2 separate regions of the Anas platyrhynchos genome follow, and region 1 is linked to region 2. A link is a contact called in public Hi-C data. All regions are on one chromosome and are shown on one strand. The core of a region is the stretch at or near the end of the contact, and the rest is flanking DNA. Distances in the headings are between cores, read along the strand shown. Region 1 overlaps HIF1A (hypoxia inducible factor 1 subunit alpha). Region 2 overlaps PRKCH (protein kinase C eta).

What was found. A called contact is a pair of places that touch in the nucleus more often than the background predicts.
Region 1: a Hi-C map of subcutaneous adipose tissue shows a contact between it and region 2, with 4 times the contacts expected there. The contact joins two enhancer-like sites. A contact is called at or near these places in 7 of 8 Hi-C or Micro-C datasets (F1 follicle, F5 follicle, liver and 3 more).

The regions. Positions count from the first base shown.
Region 1 is chr5:6,736,508-6,740,626 of IASCAAS_PekinDuck_T2T, reverse strand. It overlaps HIF1A (hypoxia inducible factor 1 subunit alpha), which reads right to left. Exons shown (of 15, transcript XR_011809425.1): 6 at 3,735-3,847; 7 at 2,411-2,613; 8 at 970-1,076; 9 at 673-820. Among named protein-coding and RNA genes, the nearest start is that of SNAPC1, 15 kb to the left of the region's middle. Within about 2 kb of position 2,741, at least 1 of the 8 cell types and tissues checked has an H3K27ac peak or open chromatin away from gene starts, as enhancers often do. A contact at or near this core is called in subcutaneous adipose tissue, where this site is marked.
Region 2 is chr5:6,625,341-6,629,978 of IASCAAS_PekinDuck_T2T, reverse strand. The region is part of intron 9 of PRKCH (protein kinase C eta); the gene reads right to left. Among named protein-coding and RNA genes, the nearest start is that of HIF1A, 58 kb to the left of the region's middle. Within about 2 kb of position 1,703, at least 5 of the 8 cell types and tissues checked have an H3K27ac peak or open chromatin away from gene starts, as enhancers often do. A contact at or near this core is called in subcutaneous adipose tissue, where this site is marked.

The sequences.
Region 1 (4,119 bases), core at 1,492-3,991, 110 kb before region 2:
ATGGTTTGTACGTTGCAAGTGATTAAAAGCTAACGAAAAATATTTCCTCATATGTAATAGACAAAGCAAATACTAATTCTGGTGCCATAAAAAGGTAATAAGTAAATAGACGTACTTTTCAGAAAGCATCAAAAAAAAACAATGAAAATTGCAGATTTCCATAAAAAAACAACTTTGTTTTAAACAAATGTACCATATGGTGACAGACTGACACTAGTACATTCACTAAATTTTTGAAAAACTTAGGACTACTCTACAGTTGCAGAAAAATAGTTAACAAGTCTGCTTTAAGTTGAAGCTTTCAGTTAAAAGAATCCTGAGGAAGATAAATAGGATTGAGATACCATTATTGCTGCTCTGACTGCATCAGCAAGAATGATTAGTGAAATAAATCGCTCCAGACTGTGTACAAATATTAAATGTATAGAATGCACATAAATTCTCAGATGTTTCATATCTTCCAAGTGACATCACTAGATCAAAGAAGTGGCTTTTGTATTTGTTTTTAAATGCAACTGCTAATCCTTTGACTAGCAGTATTTTAAGTAAAAATCTAATTGGCAAGAAAAAAACATAGCAACATCATAACAGAGGGAAAAAAAGATGCAGGGCCATCAGAATCTTAGCCTTCAAAGAAATCGTGTCAAAAACGGCAATATCCACTTAACTTACCTCAACACATAGTTTACACATACTATGCACTGTGGCTGAGAATTCTTAGTGTTGTATATAACAGTTGCTTGAGTTTCAACCCAGACATAGCCACCTTGTTTAGCAAGCATTCTGTACTGCCCTGTTGTCACCTGCCCTTTTGTGAACACTGAAAAAAGAAAGGACATCAGCTTTAACCACGGGCAGGAAAAGAAAGTCAGTTTTCAAGATAAATATTCTCTGCAGATTCCTATCTGCAGTTAAAAGAAAACCCTTTTTTTTTTTTTTTTTTCCCCAGTGCCATATCTTCTCACTTACTATCATGGTGCGTTTTGGTCAGATGATCAGAATCCAGCGCATGGTAGTACTCATAGATGGAACGACCCAGGAGTTCCTCTGGCTCATATCCCATCAGCTCTGTAATTCTTTAAGACAAGGGAGAAGTTGCTAAGTAGAAGCAGACACTGAGCAGTGAAAATACTAGAGCACATGGATGCTTGTAGATGCACAGAGTTCTTAAGAATCTCTCCCATACACATTAGCAGCAATGGTGGTTTAGCGTGAGTTCATTTTGAAGTGCTATTTTTTAATGCTTATTTAAAAGAGAAGCTTCAGCAGGCATAGGATTTTACTTCTGACTGAATATGTATTAATCATGTCCCATGATAGACAGGATTATGTATATTCCTGCTTTCTTGTCCTTGTTTTTTTGCTTAAAGGTAGACAAGCTACTTGTGGATAAGAATATACAGCTTACACAAATGTGAGAACATAATAAAATTATAAAGATATACTTTAACAGTTTTAACCATGCTGCTAAGACAAATTAGGAATCCGATTTGTTCTTCCCACTGTCTACAAAGGAAACAGTATTTTCTTCAGCCCCTAGAGGGCAGTGCTAACTAGAAGAAAGGATTTCTTTGGTCCTTTTCTTTGCCCTATGTTACACACACAATGTGACCAAATAAGTACCTTTCTCTGTGATACCACAAATCCAACAAAGGTGAAGGTATTGCAGAGGTCAGAAAATAACGTGCACTAACATACCTTGCATCTAGCTGCAGCAACTAATTAAGAAATTAATTTCTGGTATAAATAAAAGGAAAGTCTTAGCAAGCAGTAACAAGTAATACCCAATTGAGAAAACCTTAGGCCAATGATTTCTTTCACTTCTGCTTTTCAAATTTGTCAAGCTGAAGTTTCCAGATAATAGTAAGAGCAGTATTTATTAGACTAAATCTGTGATTTCTAACAGAAAATGTTATTTTTGCAGATGTTATTGCATTAAAAGTACAGAGCTTTTTTTTCTTGACTGGAGCCAGCAGATGCTGATCTCCTGAGGAAAGGGTGGGGAAGAAGGTGTTGCAAGGAAATGTGCTTGACAAATATTATACATGTACTCTTTTCAGTCATCTTCAAGGATCTTAAAATCCTTCCCATCTTTTTCAGTGTCCAGAATGATTTTTTTGTTTAAATTTAATTGTTACCGCATTACTGAAGGCCAGTTTGAACAGGCAGTGGTATTATTCTCAAGTAATAACCCTACATCTTGCTTAAATTTAAGAATTTAGCTTTTACATAAAAGATCCTGATCGGTTAGTAAAACCCAAAGCATCCCAGCAACAACTCCATTTTGCAGATGAATCAAGTTATGCTTTTACACAGTCTTACTCCCTAAGTCCTACAATAGCCACCACACATACAACCCCTACAAAGCCTTCAAAATGAGCACAGCTGTTAAGCACAATATGTAGTTTACCTTTCATCACAATAGGAAAACTTCATATCGAGACTGTGACGACTGAGGAACGTTTTACTGTCCAGTGGGACCTCAATGTTGGATGGGTGAGGAATAGGTTCACATATCAACACCAAGCACGTCATGGGAGGCTTCTTGTAGCCGCAGTGAGTTTGGTTACTGCACGTGTCGTACACGCGGATGTGCCCGGTGCAGTGCAGTACCTGTGGGACAGTTACATTTCAGAAGAGACCAGGTTGTTTTCTCTCAAACCACACAGACTGCACTTCCATCAGCACCCACTGAGGGAGTTCTCTCCTCCCCACCTCTCTACGCTGTGCTATCAACAGCAGGAACCCAGCAGTCCTTTCCATCTGATTGTTAAAGCACAGCCAGGTCTCTTCCTCACGCTACGCAGGCTGCAGTCAGTTCGCTGGCTGCCAACTCCTTCCTCTCTGGTGTTTGCAGAAGCAACGCTAGAAGTTTCTGCTTTTCTGTCAGTTGTTCTTCTTTTAAAGTTACATTAATTACACTGGTAAGCAATTACCTCAGCAAAAGGCATCCTACTAAGCCAACTTGAAAGCTATGGTAATAGGAGCAGCCTCCATTTTAGATGTTAAAAGGAGAAATCAAGTGTGTTCTTCAAAAGATGAGCAGCTTTGCATTTTCTGTCCTCCCCCCGTTTTTTTTGTTTTTTGTTTTTTTTTTTTTTAAAAACATTGAAGTAAAATTGTTTACATAGAGCAGCAAAGAGGAACAAGAAACAAGTTGTTTGATCAAGAGCAAGTTAAAAAGAATATTTTGAGCTGTAATGCCACTTCATACAGTAAAAGGTTACATTTTTTCCACAGGAGAAAATGCATTCATTTCAGTTACCAGACTGGGTTCTTTTTATTCTGATTACTACAAAAGGGATAGCCAGCAACTTCAGAAAGAAAAACATACAAGTCCTTCTGTGAGACCTCGATGTCGTACTTACAATACCGAATCAAAAGGAATCAGGTATCAGTGCAAGTGGTGTCAAGTATATTTTCTCAGAGGAGGCTTTACACAAACGTTTAGTAATTGTAATTTCTAATAAGTGAACAACCTCTAATTTAAAGTGGAGAATTAATTTAAAGGCTTTTGAAAAACAAATTTTAAAACATTGTTTCAGTTGCATCCCGATGCACTCAGCATTAAAATTCAGCATATTGAAGCACAATCATTAAATTAGTTAAGTACTTACTGAAACTCCAGCTCAAGTTACGTGAAGGGAAAATGTTGAAATACAGCAAGTTATGCAAGTTATGACATCTGAAAAGGAAGCTGCCAACCTATGCAAGTATTCCTTTGTATTCATTACCTTCCACGTAGCAGACTTTATATTCACTGTTCTTCCCCTGCTGGTCAGTGTGCACTTCATTCTGAGAAAAAAGCTGCGCTCCGTGTTTTGTTCTTTGCCCTTTTTCACAGGACCTAGCAAAAGTAAATAGTAAACCAGTTCTTAAACTCTTGGAGCCATCTTCTGACTGTATTCAAAAAACTGAAACAAAAAACCCACTACTCAAAAACCCGTGTTATAGAACTGTGGAAAAAACAGCTAATAAAACTAGAAGCACTTTTGATTAATAAAGCTTTTCAGAATGAGTTTTGCTGTGAGGTAGGCAAAAAAATGAACTTTCACTGTTTTAAGATAAGTGTTGTATTTGTAGCCAACTCCACACTCCCAGATTTCAGGAAAAAGGCAG
Region 2 (4,638 bases), core at 454-2,953:
AGGGGCTGCCCCGCAGCGCCCTTTAAAACAGCACATCAAAGAGGCCTCAGCATTTCCCCGTCTCCCACTGGCACGCTCCGAGGCCTGTGTCAGGATGCTTTTTCACCTCACCAGACCCGGGAAGACTGCTGCTCACTTTCTAGAGTCCCTTACCTCCACACCTCCACCACTGTCCTGGGGCTGCCCCGTGCTCTGCTCACTTTGTGATGGTGTGGAGCAGCTGATGGGGAACCAGGATGATCCTGGAGACCCCTGGAAGATCAGGACCAAGGGATTCTCCTGGACATGCGAGCACAGCCAGTCCTCTCCTGTGGCCCAGCGGATGGGGGAGCAGTCAGCCAGCTGCCTTTGCTCAGTCCTACCACTTCTGCAGGTAGCTGGTAGGCTCCCACATAAATATGCCCCCGTCAAAGGTTTCAGATTATCTTGAACACTTACAGGAGGTGAAATGCAAACTCATCTCCCTAAACACCTGCGGCACAATGCCCATGCTGACCCTGGAAGAACTGTTTCAGCACTCCAGGAACCAGAAGTGATGAAGAGAAACCTTCCCCTTCTGTCTCAAGCATGACATCAGCCCACAGCTTGTAAAGGGGGCAGAAAGCCGCATGCCCTCATAAAATAAAATGGTACCAGTTCAATGATTAGCTGCCCTGGAATCCCTCCTGGCTTCAGCAGCACCCTGCTAGCTATTATCTCTGAAGGATGCTTGTTACAGAAAGTCACGTCCCTCCGCCAAGTTCTCGTGTCTCACTATTTTTGGAACAGCGCACGCGGGCTCTGTGCCTCAGCAACTGTCAGCAGAGCCACACAGAAAGCAAATCCATATAACGATCAGACTAACAGGGACAGTGCTGGAAACAGCATCGCCTGGGGGACCGTCCCCTGAAAGCACCCTGTGGTCATGAGAAAAGGGATAAGGGCAATAAACATAAAAGGCAGAAACCTCTATCCTCTGCTGTTTGACACTATTTGCATGGGAAGCTGATCCCCCCCAGCCCTTCCATTCTCATGCAAAAGAGGTGAGACAAAAGGAATTAAAAGCAAACCACCTGTGCAGGAAGGATGGTGCCTAAACCCCAGAGATGACAGGACCGACTTGCTGCAAACTCATCTTAATTAAAACATTCCAGGCTCTGCATTCCCCAGGATTGAATTACTAACTCCACTAGTTATACGGAGAGCCTCTTTCACCTGGCCTAGGCCTGTATTGTTGAGGTGTTGGATGACACCCATGGCAGGTAAACGGAAAGGAGCAGTTTTGGGTGCTTGTGACCCCTAACGCAGAATCCGAGCTTATCCACAGGTCAGCCCCAGCACCTGTCAGCAGCTCACAGATTAGTGCAGCGGGAGCATAATCCTCTCTGACACTAAAGGATGGTTGTAAGGCCCTAGAAAAAGCAGAAGCAAACGGCTTAGGCAAGGTTGAAAGCACTCGAACCAAGACATTCTATTAAAAAAAATATTAAAATAACAGAGATTTATCTCAGTTTGTGGTAAGCAAGGGAGACCTCACACAGGTGCTGCTGGACCAGGCCAAACCCACTCCCTGCGAGGGACCAGCACAACTCCATCCCTTCAGAGGAAAGGAATCTGGAGGTGCGAGTCCCAAACTGCGCCTCCCTCCCTGCAGAGTGAGGGCCCTGCCCAGGGCCGAGCATGCACAGGGCCATGGCCAGCCTCTGCCAGCCTGCTGCACAGCCAGGGTTTGCTCCCTGGGCTCTGCAAACTGCGACCTACTGGGCAGAGACATCACTTGCAGCTCCTACCACCTAGCGGCTGCAACATTTCTCTGCAAAAAGCAAGAAGGCTGGCTGGAGGTCGGGCATCCTCAGCCCACCGTGGGCTATTAGAGCAGCAAGGGCTAGCGTGCATTGCTTACGCTGCAGCTGGGACTCCAGAAGACCACAGTAAAGAGGCACAGAGGCAGCACCAAAGAACAGGAAACCTTTCCGAAAATGATCAGCAAGTGATGTGAGCACAGAAAAAAAAAAAAAAATCACCTAACTAAACAGGCAAGCAAAAGTAGCAACAATATAGATGAACTCAGACAATGCACTGCTGTTTCTGGTGCTTGTGCCAGCTCAGCTAAAGCTAGCTTACCCGCACTACACAGCGCTGTGCTGTATAGTACAGACATGCCCTGGGCTCTAAGGCAGAAGGGTTTGCTGGTTTGGGTAGAATATTATACAAGAGTCTGAATTCGAATGGCTCCAGCTCCATCCAAACCTTCAGAACCTGTCTTCAAAGCGTGCAGCATTTCAGACACTTCTGAGCTCCTTCTTCCCAGCTCGTGTAACTTTCCTTCAGCTGGAGGGCCCATAACTGGACACGTCTATCCTAGCTGCAGCCTCACCGGTGCCAAGCAGAGGGGTGAGCAACGTCCCTGACCTCCTGAATCAGCCAGGGACATAGTTTAACTTATTTATAAAGAGTCTGCTGGTTCATACTGAGCTTGGCACCTACCAGGTACCTTCTAGAAGGGATGCTACCCAGCCACTGAGTCCCAGCCTGTATTGATGTGTCCATGGCATCAGCCTCTTATTTTCTTTTGAAAAACAGTAAGAAGCCTCAAAATAGCTATTTCCCTAAAAATTCCTAAAGTCAGGCCGACTGAGTCATTATTTACCCAGGATCTCCACTCATTGCAGACTGGAGTCATACTTGTTTTTTTTTTAAAAAAAACACGAACCTTTAATACCACTTTTGTAAAGTTTGGGCTGTAAGTGTACGTCTGATGTAATTTCCACGTAACTGCAAGTGAAACCAGGCACTGTTCTGAGAAAACCTCCCCCCAGCTCCAACCAAATGAAGGTGCTTTGGTATTTTTAAACATGGTTTCAGGGTGACATTTTAAATAAGTGATTCCTTTTAGTTTATATATATGCGTGTGTGTGCCTATATGTATATATATATATATATTCTTTTCTGTCAAGTTAGTGTTACTGAAGGGGATAACTCAATGTCATGTGAAGAATAAGCATAAACCTTAAATTTTGTATCAGCACCATTTAATCCCTCCTGTGCATCGTATACCCTGTTGCTGCAATCATTTTTCCATTATGGCAAAGGGTTTTAATTATGCTTTTATAAGCAATTTAAATCTGGTTATTCTGGATTGAGGTGGGTGTCACTGAGTGCAGAAGGTGGACAAAAAGAGATGGTAAACCACAGAAGTCTGAAATTCCTTTTTTTTTTTTTTTGGTAAATGCTTCTCTTTTTGTTTTTGTTTATTCCTGGAGGGAAGTTATCAATCCAGATAATGAAACAATGTGGGATTCAAGTAAAAGAAGAACCTGAGAAAGACTGGAACTAGCAGGGGCCTGCTATGGCGAGCACCACTCCCTTGGCATCCTTTCAGAGACTGACCAGGTTCGGGGCAGCGAGGGCTGAGGGGTTCTTCCCTCCGCTCCTCTGATTAAAAGTTGGTCCAGAAATTCCTGTTCCAGGCTGTTCTACTGTTTAGCAACCTCCTTTTCATTTCCAGTCTAACTGTATCCATGGCCAGTCTAGACTCATTTAATCTTAGCCAGCATCTTGACAGCTTTGTTTCCCTTCTCTGTGACATCTGCAGACATCAATCAGATCCACTTTTTGCTTTCCATTTGCTAGTCTAAACAGGCTGAGTTCTTCCCTTTCTTCCCTTTGCAAAAGACTCCTCAATTACCTCACAGCCCAGCAAACCTTCTCTGCACTCGCAGCAGATTGCATTCATTTTTTTAACGTGACAGACGCTAATAGCACGGTGACCTTAAATCTTCCCGAAGCGCACTGAAAATACCCTACACAGACCAGGACTGCATTTGCTATTTTCACATCTAAGTTGCGATCCTGTAAAGAAAGCCAAAGAGCATAGCAACGAGCTGCAAAAAAAGGCTGCTGTCCTAGATCTGACCTCAAACAGCACTCATCAATACTGGGCATCTCTGATATCTTACATGAGAACTGCAGTAAGGCCATTAAAATCAGGCCATGTTTCTTCATATTATGGAACACAAAAGAGTTTCCTTGGTTACTAGTGACAACAGCGAGCTTTGTTTCTGCTATAGAGTGTGGCTGCTCTGTGAAACCATGTAAACTGTATATATATTTAAAAAAAAAAAACAGAAGAAACACACCACCTCATTTCTATTACATGAGTCTACCCCATGGGCTCCACCCTAAACGAGCTCAATTCTCGAACTCCATAGCTGGCTGTTGCATCACCCCAATGAGAAGAGAAACAGGTAGGTGGCTGGACACATTTGAATGCCTTTTTTTTTTTTTTTGTCTTTTTTTTTCTCTCCTCTCCCCACCTCGCCCTTTCTTTTTTCTTTTGAGAAGCTTTGGGTTTATGAAGGATTGAAGCCACAATTAATAGGTGAAATTTCTCCTGTCTCCTCCAACAGGGAAAACAAACTCTATCAGCATTTAGCAATGGACCAAAAGCAACTGGAAAGGAGCCCAGGCAGTCTGGAAGAGCTACACTGCAAAAATGCTTTGGTCCTAATAACAGCTTAGCTCAGGGAGTCCCAAACTTACCTTGCCGGGATACTGCTGTGGCCACTGCCTCCATCCCAGCCACCCCTGCCACCGCCCACGTCAGCAACAAGCTCCCACCCATATGCACACGCGGGAGGAGGCTCTCAGCTGAACAGG